2 separate regions of the Mus musculus genome follow, and region 1 is linked to region 2. Evidence: chromatin contacts called from public promoter capture Hi-C data. All regions are on one chromosome and are shown on one strand. Each heading gives the region's core, a stretch centred on a gene start, on an enhancer-like site or on the middle of the called end of the contact. The rest is flanking DNA. Distances are from core to core; before and after follow the strand shown.

Region 1 (4,921 bases), core at 1,377-3,876, 1.1 Mb before region 2:
ATACTTTATAGGATAGATCAAGCTGAAAGCATGATGTGAACAGGTCGTTCACACAGCATTCTGGACATTCCTTAGACAGATGGGTGTGTGTACTGATGGGATAGGGCAGCTTAACAATAAGAGAGACTTGGTAACTTCCCTTCTCTGTGGTCAGATGCTTTTCTGCCCTGACTGCCATGGGCTAGGAAACAAGTTGACGGTGTGTGTGTGTGTGTGTGTGCTCAGAAGGATTCAGGCAGGAGCCAAATATTGGGCATATCTCCATGGAAGATGGGAAGTAGGGTTTGCTCTCTGTAAGAAGACCTTGTTCTAGTAGCTACTGGGGTGGACACAGTGTCAGGGAGTGTTATGGTACTAGATGAAAGGCTGGTCTGTAGTCGTAGACTGCCCACTCAGCATGTATAAAGGCCAGGGTTCACTCTTCAGCCCTCTCCAAAACATTTTATTAAAAAAACAAAACAAAACAAAATAAAAAGGTACTGGAGGGGGCTGGAGAGATGGCTCAGTGCTTAAGAGCACTGACTTCTCTTCTGGAGGTCCTGAGTTCAAATCCCAGCAACCACATGGTGGCTCACAACAATCTGCAATGAGACTGGATGCCCTCTTCAGGTGTGTCTGAAGACAGCTACAGTGTAGTTATATATAATAAATAAATAAATCTCTTTTTTTTGTTTGTTTTTGTTTGTTTTTCAAGACAGGGTATCTCTGTGTAGATCTTGGCTCTCCTGGAACTCACTCTGTCGACCAGGCTGGCCTCGAACTCAGAAATCCACCTGCCTCTGCCTCCCAACTGCTGGGATCAAAGGCGTGCGCCACCACTGCCCGGCTAAATAAATAAATCTTAAAAACAAACAAGCAAACAAACAACAACAACAACAACAAATGGTACTGGAAAGGCAGCTTGGTCATAGTTGAGGCCAAGAGCTAGTAGCAGAGTGGGAAAAAGAATAGAGATTAGAGCTTGTGGCCTATCTCAAACCAACTTTCAGCTCTCCTAGTGTTCCTATTTAGAATGCCAGTCCCTCTCCTTCCCTCCGATATTTCCCCAGAGAAGTAAATTCAACTGGAGCATGAGACATTGAGGTTAGACACATGGATCGACTGCCCAGCAATGGCCATCAGATGATGCAGAAATAAGTTGCTTAGGGGGAAACCAATTGCTTTTCTTTTCAGAAGCCTGATTGTCAGCCTGCCTGAACCTACACTTTAGCAGACAAGGTTGAATTAGCCTGTGTGTGAGGATACTTTCTCTTCTCTGATTGGGCCCTCATGCTCTCAGATACAATGCAAGCAGGTCAGCTGCAATAGAATCTCCCCCACCCCCACCCCCCCGTACATTTTGCCTGTTCTTCTGTCCCCACAGCCCCGCTCAGATCCTCAAGTCTCCGGGCCCTGCTCGCAGAAGGGATGGCGGAGAGCCCAGAATGGTCCTCTGCGGGGACCTGTGCCAAGCCAGGTTGCCATTTCCATTTTCATTAATTGAAGTGGCGTAATCCTGATCATCTCAGGTCAACAGTTAACTGTTGCTGGCTGGGAGCCTGTGGAGAACTGCCTATGCAGGACGTGCTCTCCTCCCTAACCTTAACCCTTGACCCTAACCTCCACGGTGCTGACTTCTTAGCTAGCTCCCCACCTCACACACATGGCCAACCTCACCTCTTGGGATTCCAGTTTCTATCCTCTCAGGAAGGCCCTCCTGGTGTCTATCTGCTATCCCGCTTGTTGTAATTGGGACTCAATTTTCTTTCTTTGTTCGGTTTAAAAAACATCCTTACAAATGCAGTTGCCTCTTGAAGCTTCCTGTGCTGTGGTTTGGGAGGACAGTATGTCGCTGAACAAAAGGTTTTGTTTTCCAACCCTGAATAGGCAAAGCAAATAGGTGGTGGTCTGGCTGAGTGTAAGAGTGAACACAGGCTTCCCTTCTTACTCAGCTTTGGGGAGGGTCTCTGCCTTACCCTATGAGGGTCATGCTTTGGCATCCTTTCTGCCCATGCTTGGCAGTGTCGCTTTGTGAGTGTCATTACCCCGGGAGAGGTCAGGTGATGTTTTGTCTTGCAGCATGAGTGTGTTAATACACATTTGTGTACTTCTGTGGTTCTAGGGACCATATTTGTTTGCCATTCTTAATCTTCCAGATGGACACTGGTATAAGTGAGTGTAGCCAATTTTTGCTGCTGCTATGTCTTTGTGCGTCTTCAGGATGTGTGTGTGTGTGTTCGTGCGTAGCCTCTTAGTTTTCAGTCTTCATAGGCTGATGTCTTTCTGAGTGTCCTCTGGCCGGGTTCAGAAGGGAGGGAGAGAAGCGTCGGAGGCAAAGGATTGGGCAGGAGGGGGTGCGTGGCAATCTGTGACTCGGAAAACAGACGTGCAGCGCGTGCGGGGCGGAGGCGGGGGCACTCTGGCCCCCAGCTCCTCCGCAATCCAATTAAATAACATTTAAATGCATAACCAGCCCGCGCGCCGATGAGGCTGGAGATTGGAGCGGGCGCGGCGGCGGGCTGCGCGGGCGGCGTTTTGTGGAGCTCAGCGATTCTGGCGGCAATTTCCCCGCGCCGCGCGGCTTTTACGAGCCCGCTCCCGGCGCCCGCCCGCTCCGCTGAGCCCGCCGCCTCCGCCCGCCTCAGTCTGCCTCCGCCCGCGCAGCCCGGCAGCGTGTGGTCCTGCTGCCCGCGCCGCCCCGCCTGTTCCTCTTCGGAGCTGTCCTGGGCTCCTTACTTCCAAAGCCTACCTACCTTAATCCTTTGGACAGAGCGCCCAGCCCTCAGTGCATTGCTGCTTTTCACCTGCTGGCTGCATCCACCTCTGACCTGGACCCCTTTTGGCCTGTGCAATTCCGCTCTATCTCTGGGTCACTGGCTCTGCACAGCTTGTGTTTCTCTCTGCCTCAGTTTACTCTCTTAGGCCTCCTGTGCCCTTTACCTTGAGCCCTTCCCTTTCCTCTTCAAGCCTACATCCTAGCACCAGAGTAAGAGGCTTGAAGGAGAGGCAGAAGGTGGTGGTAACAAGTGCATGGTTGGAAGAGGTGGCTTCTTCTCTGTATCCTTTCAGCATAGAAAGGACCGGCCTGTTCATTCAGGACCATCAGACGGCTCCTGTCCAGAAGTCCTGAGATTGATAGATGTGGGTCCATCAGCCCTGAGGTTAGTATGAAAGGGGCCACTTGCTGAAGAACCAAGAGCAGCCCCACCCCGAGATCCCTGATCTTCTGAAGACAGAATCCCAGGAAGACAGAAAGCAAGACAAGCCATTTCATGTCTTGTGTGGTACCCGACTCCCCTGTTTCATCTTCCCGTTCCCTCCCTTGCATATCTGTGTTCTGCCCCCCAACATATGGAACCTGGCATTTACCATATGCTGACGACCCAGGCAGATTTAGGGAAGATCTTTCCTGGCAGACAAACAGCAAGGGGAAACCCTCCTGCGAGCAGTCTGGCATGCTGGAGGAATGGCATTGAGGCCGGTATGGCTGGAGCAGGGAAAATAAGGAAGGGAATGAGCTGTGGCTTCTAAGAGGTCACAGAAAGCTAATCACGATCATGTGGGGACTAATGAGTCACAGCTAAACTTGCACTTCCACTCTGAATGGACAGGGAGCCATTGGAGAGTCAGGGCCTGAGAGTGATATGCATACTCCCCTTGACTACTCAATGCTGTCATGTTGAGAATGCAGTGGGAAACAAGGACGTCCAAGAGTGCACTGTAGCAGCAAGGAGAGAGTGGGGCCTGGATGAATGTTGCAGAGTCAGCTCGGGGTGGGGGTGGGGGGTGGTTGCGGTGAGTCAGATGGGAACCGTGGAAGCAGCATCATCAAGGAAAAACTAAGAGGTTTTTGTGTTGTTTTGTTTCCTACCAGTGACCAGAACATGGAACTTGTCATTACCTGGTATCATGGAATACCAAGGAGCTGGCATCAGGAGACATGCTTTGGACACATTTAGTGTGAGATGCCTGCTAAAGATCCAAGTAGAGGAGGCTCATGGGTCTTAGTTTCCTGTGAAGACTAGGCTGGCGATAGAGATTTAGGAGTCCTCAGTGATACTGGGTGTGATCCTTCAGGGGTCCAAAGACAAGAGCACAGATACTTCAATATTGCAACAGAATGGAAAAAAAAAAAAAACTGCTGAGGAGGATTTGGGGGAGAGATGTGGGATGAGGACTCTTGACTTGGCCATTCCTCATTCTGAGCAGCCCTCATTGGTCGTTTTCTATATGGTCCTGGCTTCATTCCCCTGGGAACTCTGCACAACAGCCACTCTGGGCACTTTGTGCCACTCACTGTTGACCAGGGCCTGCAAGATTCCAGATGCTCAGCCTTCTAGACCAGGAAAAACAGATCAATAGGGTCTGAAATCCTGCCTCCTCTTTAAAGCTTTGCCAATAGGGAAACTGAGGCCTTGAGAAACAGTTTGCTTGGGGACTCCTGCCAGCAAGCGACCAAGGCCCCTAGAGCAGAACTGAATGTTCCTTGTGTACCTGCACTGTCACAGGCAGCAGAGGGCTACTGAGCACAAGGCTACACCCATGAGACAGAGGCTCGAAGGAGACAACAGAGGCAGGAGATATTCTCACTCCTCAGAAACTTTCACTAAAGTGTCTTCAGTTCTTTGCTTTCATTCTTGGTGACTTCCCAGTGTGGTCTCTCCTCTCTACCCTAGATCCTTTTTGTCCTACAAACCTTACTCTGACCAGATCTTCTAGAACCAGTCCCAAGATCTTTAGATTGCTGATCCTGTCAGGTGGCTCAGGCCCTGAATGAACCCAACAGCCAGTCATCTTCTTCCTTTCTCCTGAGTTCTTAATACCCAGGCCAGTATGTATTCACATGATTCAGCCCTATTATCAAAATGTAACATAATTCTGAGCTACGGACTTCACTCTCTCCACTTGAAGAATTTCAGGCAAAGCTAGTTTTGTTCATCTA
Region 2 (5,493 bases), core at 636-3,135:
CTCTTAATCAAAACAGGCTAACAGCCGGGGCTTCTGCTTCCATGCTAGGCTGCTTTGGGGGCAGCCTGGCCCGCCTAGTCTTGGCCCTTAGCTCCTAGGCCTGGTCAGTGGCCCGGCTTACCTCTTCATGATTCTTCTTCATGAACAGAAGTTCTTCCTTGAGTGCCTCGATTTCTGTCTCCAGCTGCAGCCTTGTGATGTTGGTGTCATCTACCACCTTGCGGAGTCCATGGATGTCGCTCTCCACAGACTGGCGCATGGCTAGTTCTGTCTCATACCTGAAGGAGTGGAGGTGATCAGAGGGCCTGAACCTTCTCAACCAGTGCCACCTCCATAGACTAGCCCCGTGCCCACCATAAACAGTCACGGAGTCATTCCCTTAGCACGATTCTTGGCCTTGGAGCGTTTGCTTAAACTGGGCTGCACAGATGAAGAGCTAACTCAGTAGTCAATGAACCCTAACCTGAATAAACTTCGGAAAGGAAGGAACCCTACTCTAATACAGTTCTGGGAGTAGGCCATTCTTAGCTCCAGCTGCAGCCCCGGACTTACTTGACTCTAAAGTCATCGGCGGCAAGGCGGGCATTGTCGATCTGCAAGACGATGCGGGCATTGTCCACAGAATTCGCAAAGATCTGGGTGGATTAAAGTGGAGAGAGTCGCTTTGAGAGTTCCGGGTCACATGAGGGTGTGTGTGTGTGTGTGTGTGTGTGTGTGTGTGTGGAGAAGTGGGGGATGAGAAAACACGTCTTGTGTTTCAGTGAATCCATCCCAGTCCCAGGAACAGTCAGAGGCGTGTATTTCTGTCTTCCCTTCCCACCTGAGCCTCCTCTCCCTTCCTGGATTCCTTGCCCCTCTGCCAGGGCCTGCACTATCTGGATTGCTTACAAAAGAGCAGCTTCCAACAAGATTTCTCTGATCCTCTCCTGGCATCTTCTCCAGGTGCACCTGCTAACCCCCCCCCCCCCCCCCGTCCTGGGACGCGCCCCCCCCCCCCACTTGTCCCGCTGGCCCCTCCTACAGGTAAGCTCCTGTTTACTCCTAGATGACTCAGCCTTAGCCACATCCGCTTAACCCTCTAACTGTTCCTACTGGAAAAGAAGTGAGTGTCTGAGTTCATTTTATGATTCCCCCACACACACCTTTTTATTTTATTTTTTTTCCAATCCTGTTCTCTTCCCACTACACTGCTTGGGGGAAGCCGGCTCGCGTGTGTAACCACTACGCTTGGAATTCCTACAGGTTGTGGGTGAGAGTCCAGAGTATTCCTAACTCCGTCCCATAGAGTGTGTGTGGGGGGATGTGGTGAATGTGGAAAGAGTGGAGGGAGTCAACAGCCCACACTCTATTCAAGTTTGGGGGTGTGGGCACACTGGATAGACAGAACAGCCCGGAGCTACTGCCCCTCCCCCCTTAGGCCCCTTACCTGAGCCCTCAGGTCTTCGATGATCTTGAAGTAGTGGCCCCAGTCTCTGACGCCCTGGGGCCCCTTCTTCTCCAGATGTTCCCGGATTTTGCTCTCCAGTCTCCTGTTCTCAGTTTCCAGGCTCTTCACCTTGTCTAGGTAGCTGGCCAGGCGATCGTTCAGGTCTTGCATGGTCTCCTTCTCGGTCTGGATTCCACCCATTCCCGCCAGGCCTGCGGACCCCACAGAGCCACCCCAGACAGAGCGGGACACGGATATCCGGGACCCGGAGCCCCCAGCACCTGCATAGACGCTGGCTGCGCTGCTGGCAGGCCGGACCCGCTGGCTGGGAGTTCGCACAGAGCCCAGGGACCGGTAGTTGGTGGAGAAGGTGGTGGAGCGAGTTGTGAAGCTCATCTTGTCTGGAGAGGAGAGCGAAGCGAGAGACCAGAACAGGAGTTCCGCCGCGGAGGGTGGCAGTCCTCGACCTGTTGTTATATCGCCGCGGGAGGAGGTAGGGACCTCCCCCAGCAGGCCACGCCCCAGCCACCGGAGCCGGGGGCGCCAGGATCGGGATTCCTGTGACCTAACAGGTCGCAGCCCTTCTCCACTTCTGCACACGCCCTCAGCATACCTGCCATCCTCACCGACACAGGGAGTGGATAACTAAGGGGTGCACAAAGGATAGCAGGTGGTGTTAGCCCCTGAGTGTCTGTTTTCAGGGCAAAAAATGGCGTTTTAAATATCCGTTTATTCCGGGCGTGGTGGCGCACGCCTTTATCCCAGCACTTGGGAGGCAGAGGCAGGCGAATTTCTGAGTTCGAGGCCAGCCTGGGCTACAGAGTGAGTTCCAGGACAGCCAGGGCTACACAGAGAAACCTTATCTCGAAAACAAACAAACAAACAAACAAACAAACAAACTCCATTTACACAGACAGAAGAGGGGTTCACTAGGGTGAAGATTTTGTGGCATGTCGCCAGCTTAAGTCTGGGGGCAGTCCTAGAACCCCAGGAATCCTGGGGAAAGAAAATTGGGAGCTCAAAAAGAAGAGAAACACGAACCTGAGGGCAGGTCTCTTGGTTTTTCTGCTCCGGCCCCATGGTTCCAAGACACTGCTGTGGCTCCATAGGGAACCGTGGAAATACATATCCTCAAACGCGTGGGTACACATGTCCTCATTCAACTCATTCCCTGGAGGCTTTATCGGGGCCTTTGTGATTATGTAGAAGAGGTATCCCTATGTCTGGACACCTACCATTTACCTCCTCCTCCTCCTCCTCCTCCTCCTTCTTTTTTGAGACAGGGTCTCATGTAGCTCGGGCTGGTCTTGAACTTTCCATGTAGCTGAGGATGGCCTTCAACTCCTGATCTTCCCGTCCCACTTTTGAAGTGCTGGGATCCCAGGCATGAGACTCCATCACTTTCAGGTTACAGGGTGCTGAGGACCAAACCCAAGGCCTCATACTCCTCAGGCAGACCACTTTACCAGCTGAGAACACAGCCAACCCAAGAGCACATAGATTTAACCAGTATTTGCTAGACACCTTCTAGTAGCTATGGGAACAGCAAGGAAGAGAGAACCACTGTCCTTCCTGTAGATTATACTGTGTCTGGACAGGTTGGGGTCTGAGTCCATAGACCAGATATGTAGAAACAGCTAAGTTTGAACCAGATTGCCTGCCTCTCCATCCCCCACCTCAACCTCTGCCACCCCCTTGCATCTGTCCCCTTCTCCTGCTCCCCGGGCCTTTTCTTCGGTCCTTCCTGGTCAATTTTTATAATGCTTTCTGGCTTTCCAGCTTGTTTTCTGGGGGAAAGAGCCCCTCTGCACCCCCGCACCCCCTCCTCGCCAGCTGGATGACCACTCCTGCTGAATGAGGAGGGAGAAACCCTGAGGTTGGAATCGGTCAGCACCAGGAGCCCGTTTTTCCGGCAGGACTTGGTGTTTGCTATACCTGTGGCCATGCTCTTTGCTCTGGAGTGGACCTATTGATCCTTATCGAGCGAGCGGCCAGCTGAACTGACTGTGTGAGTGCGAGCACACAGAAAAGTAAAATCAGAAGAGCAAGGGGGAGGGGGAGGGGCTACGAAGAACCTAGGTCAGCAGATCAGACTAGAGGGAAGCAAACACAGGGCTGATGCATGCTGGGTGTGATGGATTGTTCGAAGCCTGCCTCCTTCTGGACCGGAAAACCTCAGCGACTCCGTGGGACTTGGCTGGGGAGCCTGGGTGTTGCCAGAGACAGCCAGGCAAATGGAATGCAAAATAACATACAAACAAATGCCCACTGGCTTTGCCTAAAAGCTCCTGGGGAGGGGGTGTGTTTGGAGATCCCAGGCTTTCAATTTTACAAACTCTCCCCCCCCCACCCCCCCCACCCGAGTTCCACAATTGCTCTATTTTATAGAACTATACAATGAAGTGTACCGATGGGCAACTTTTCGCTGTTTTTAAGCTTTACGTTTGTTATCCAACTTGGATACTTTGCTGGTTGGGTGACTTCAGAAAGTCACTAAACTGAACTTCCGTTTTGTTTTTCACTTCTATGGGTAGAAGAAAAAAAAAAAAGAATCGTTTGTCTATCTTCTAGGAGGCAGTGCACGGGAATGTTAATACAGCACTCACTGCTGAAGAAATAGGAGTTACTTATTGCAGAGTGAGGCCTCCGTCAGGAGGGGACGGGAAGGAAGCTTCAAGTCACCGCCAACCACTGGTGGACTTTCAGTTCTTTCAGTAATGACTAGAAGACCCTAGAATTCTTCTTTAAGCCCCTGGGTAGATCCTGCTTTGATCCTGCCACACCCCTGCAGTGCTGGTCCGTCTGTGGTGGGAAGGTTTGCTGTGTGGCCGAAGAGCTGCAGTATCTCCTTATCTCACAGCTAACGTAGATGGTCGCATTCCTGACCTCTTGCGGCATCCGAGCAAATACCGACCTCCAGAGTCCGGTGCCAGCTTGCCCTTTTCCCAGCAGTACCTGATTTTTCTGGAATCGGGCCTTAAAGCTCGGCCTGACAGGCTTTAGAAGGGTTGGGGAGAGTGGCGTGAGGGAATAGTTTCGATCCAAGATCCCCGGGGCTGGGCCTCGGGGCTGTGGGTGGCCAGGTGAAGAAGGGGATGGAGCAGTAGCAAAGCCAGGCCGGGGGATGGGGGTTGGGGGGAAGGGAAGAGCGAGGCGGCCAGCCAAGGAGCTTTCAGAACAAAGACCAGAAAAGAGGAGGTTGAACCGTGGGGTGAGGAGTGGACTGGGGGGAATGTCTGGGGTTGGGGGAAGAAGGAAGTGGACCTTCCCCCAGGCCCTGCATTCCCTCATCCCGCAGAAGGGGAGGGAACTTGCACTGCAGGTTTAACTAGGAGAAAGCTCAACGGGCGACACAGGGGTGGGCTGCGGCTCCCTCCCCTCAGGCCTCCTCTCCCACTCTGATATGCACTCTCCTACCAGGAGCTACAGCCATGCTCCGTGCAAACTAGATAGTGGGAGATTAGAGGATTAGAGAGGATTGTGAGGGTCTGGAGTCAGTTGGTCCAGAGATTGTTATCAGTCAGGCTACTCCCCCCTCCACCCCATCCCCCCAATCCCTGCCCAGCTCTGAGGAAGTGTTCAGAAAGTCATTCCAGGTCTGTGTGGAGGGTCTCTGCCAGTTCCACCATCTTTCTTGGAGCACACTATGTGGTCCAGATTGGCCCTGGAACTCAGAGATCAGTCTCTGGGTCGTCAGGAGTTCGGGGAATAACAGGGGTGTGCCCTGTGATTATTAATCACTTTTGAGACAGTTTCAAAATGTTGCCCAGGCTGGCCCTGAATATATGATCCTCCAGAGAGCTGGGGTTACAGCCCGAGCCTCTCCTTGAAGAACTAAGTGACTCAGGTTGGAGAAAATGGGAGATGAGGTAGGGGAGAGTTTTAGAGATAAGGAGACTCAAGTCTCCCTCAGAGCAGGTGGCTGGAAGAATGAGGTGGAACTAAGGGTAGAATGAGTTTGGTGCAGAATGGGCTTGGAGGGGCAGCTCAGCAAATGGTTTGGGTTTAATCAGTTACTGAGAAGGGTGAGCTGGGCAGGTGGGGCACACCTTCAATCCCAGCACTGG

Evidence for each region. Promoter capture Hi-C pulls out the DNA fragments that hold promoters and counts their contacts.
Region 1: a promoter capture Hi-C map of pre-B cells shows a contact between it and region 2, with 5 times the contacts expected there. The contact joins the promoter of D930007P13Rik here to the promoter of Krt18 in region 2. A contact is called at or near these places in 2 of 39 promoter capture datasets (liver and pre-B cells).

What each region holds. Positions count from the first base shown.
Region 1 is chr15:103,144,533-103,149,453 of GRCm38.p6, reverse strand. It overlaps D930007P13Rik (Riken cDNA D930007P13 gene), which reads left to right and starts at 2,626. Exons shown (of 7, transcript NR_045743.1): 1 at 2,626-3,140; 2 at 3,854-3,939.
Region 2 is chr15:102,024,608-102,030,100 of GRCm38.p6, reverse strand. It overlaps Krt18 (keratin 18), which reads right to left and starts at 1,885. Exons shown (of 7, transcript NM_010664.2): 1 at 1,427-1,885; 2 at 553-635; 3 at 122-278. The coding sequence starts at 1,822.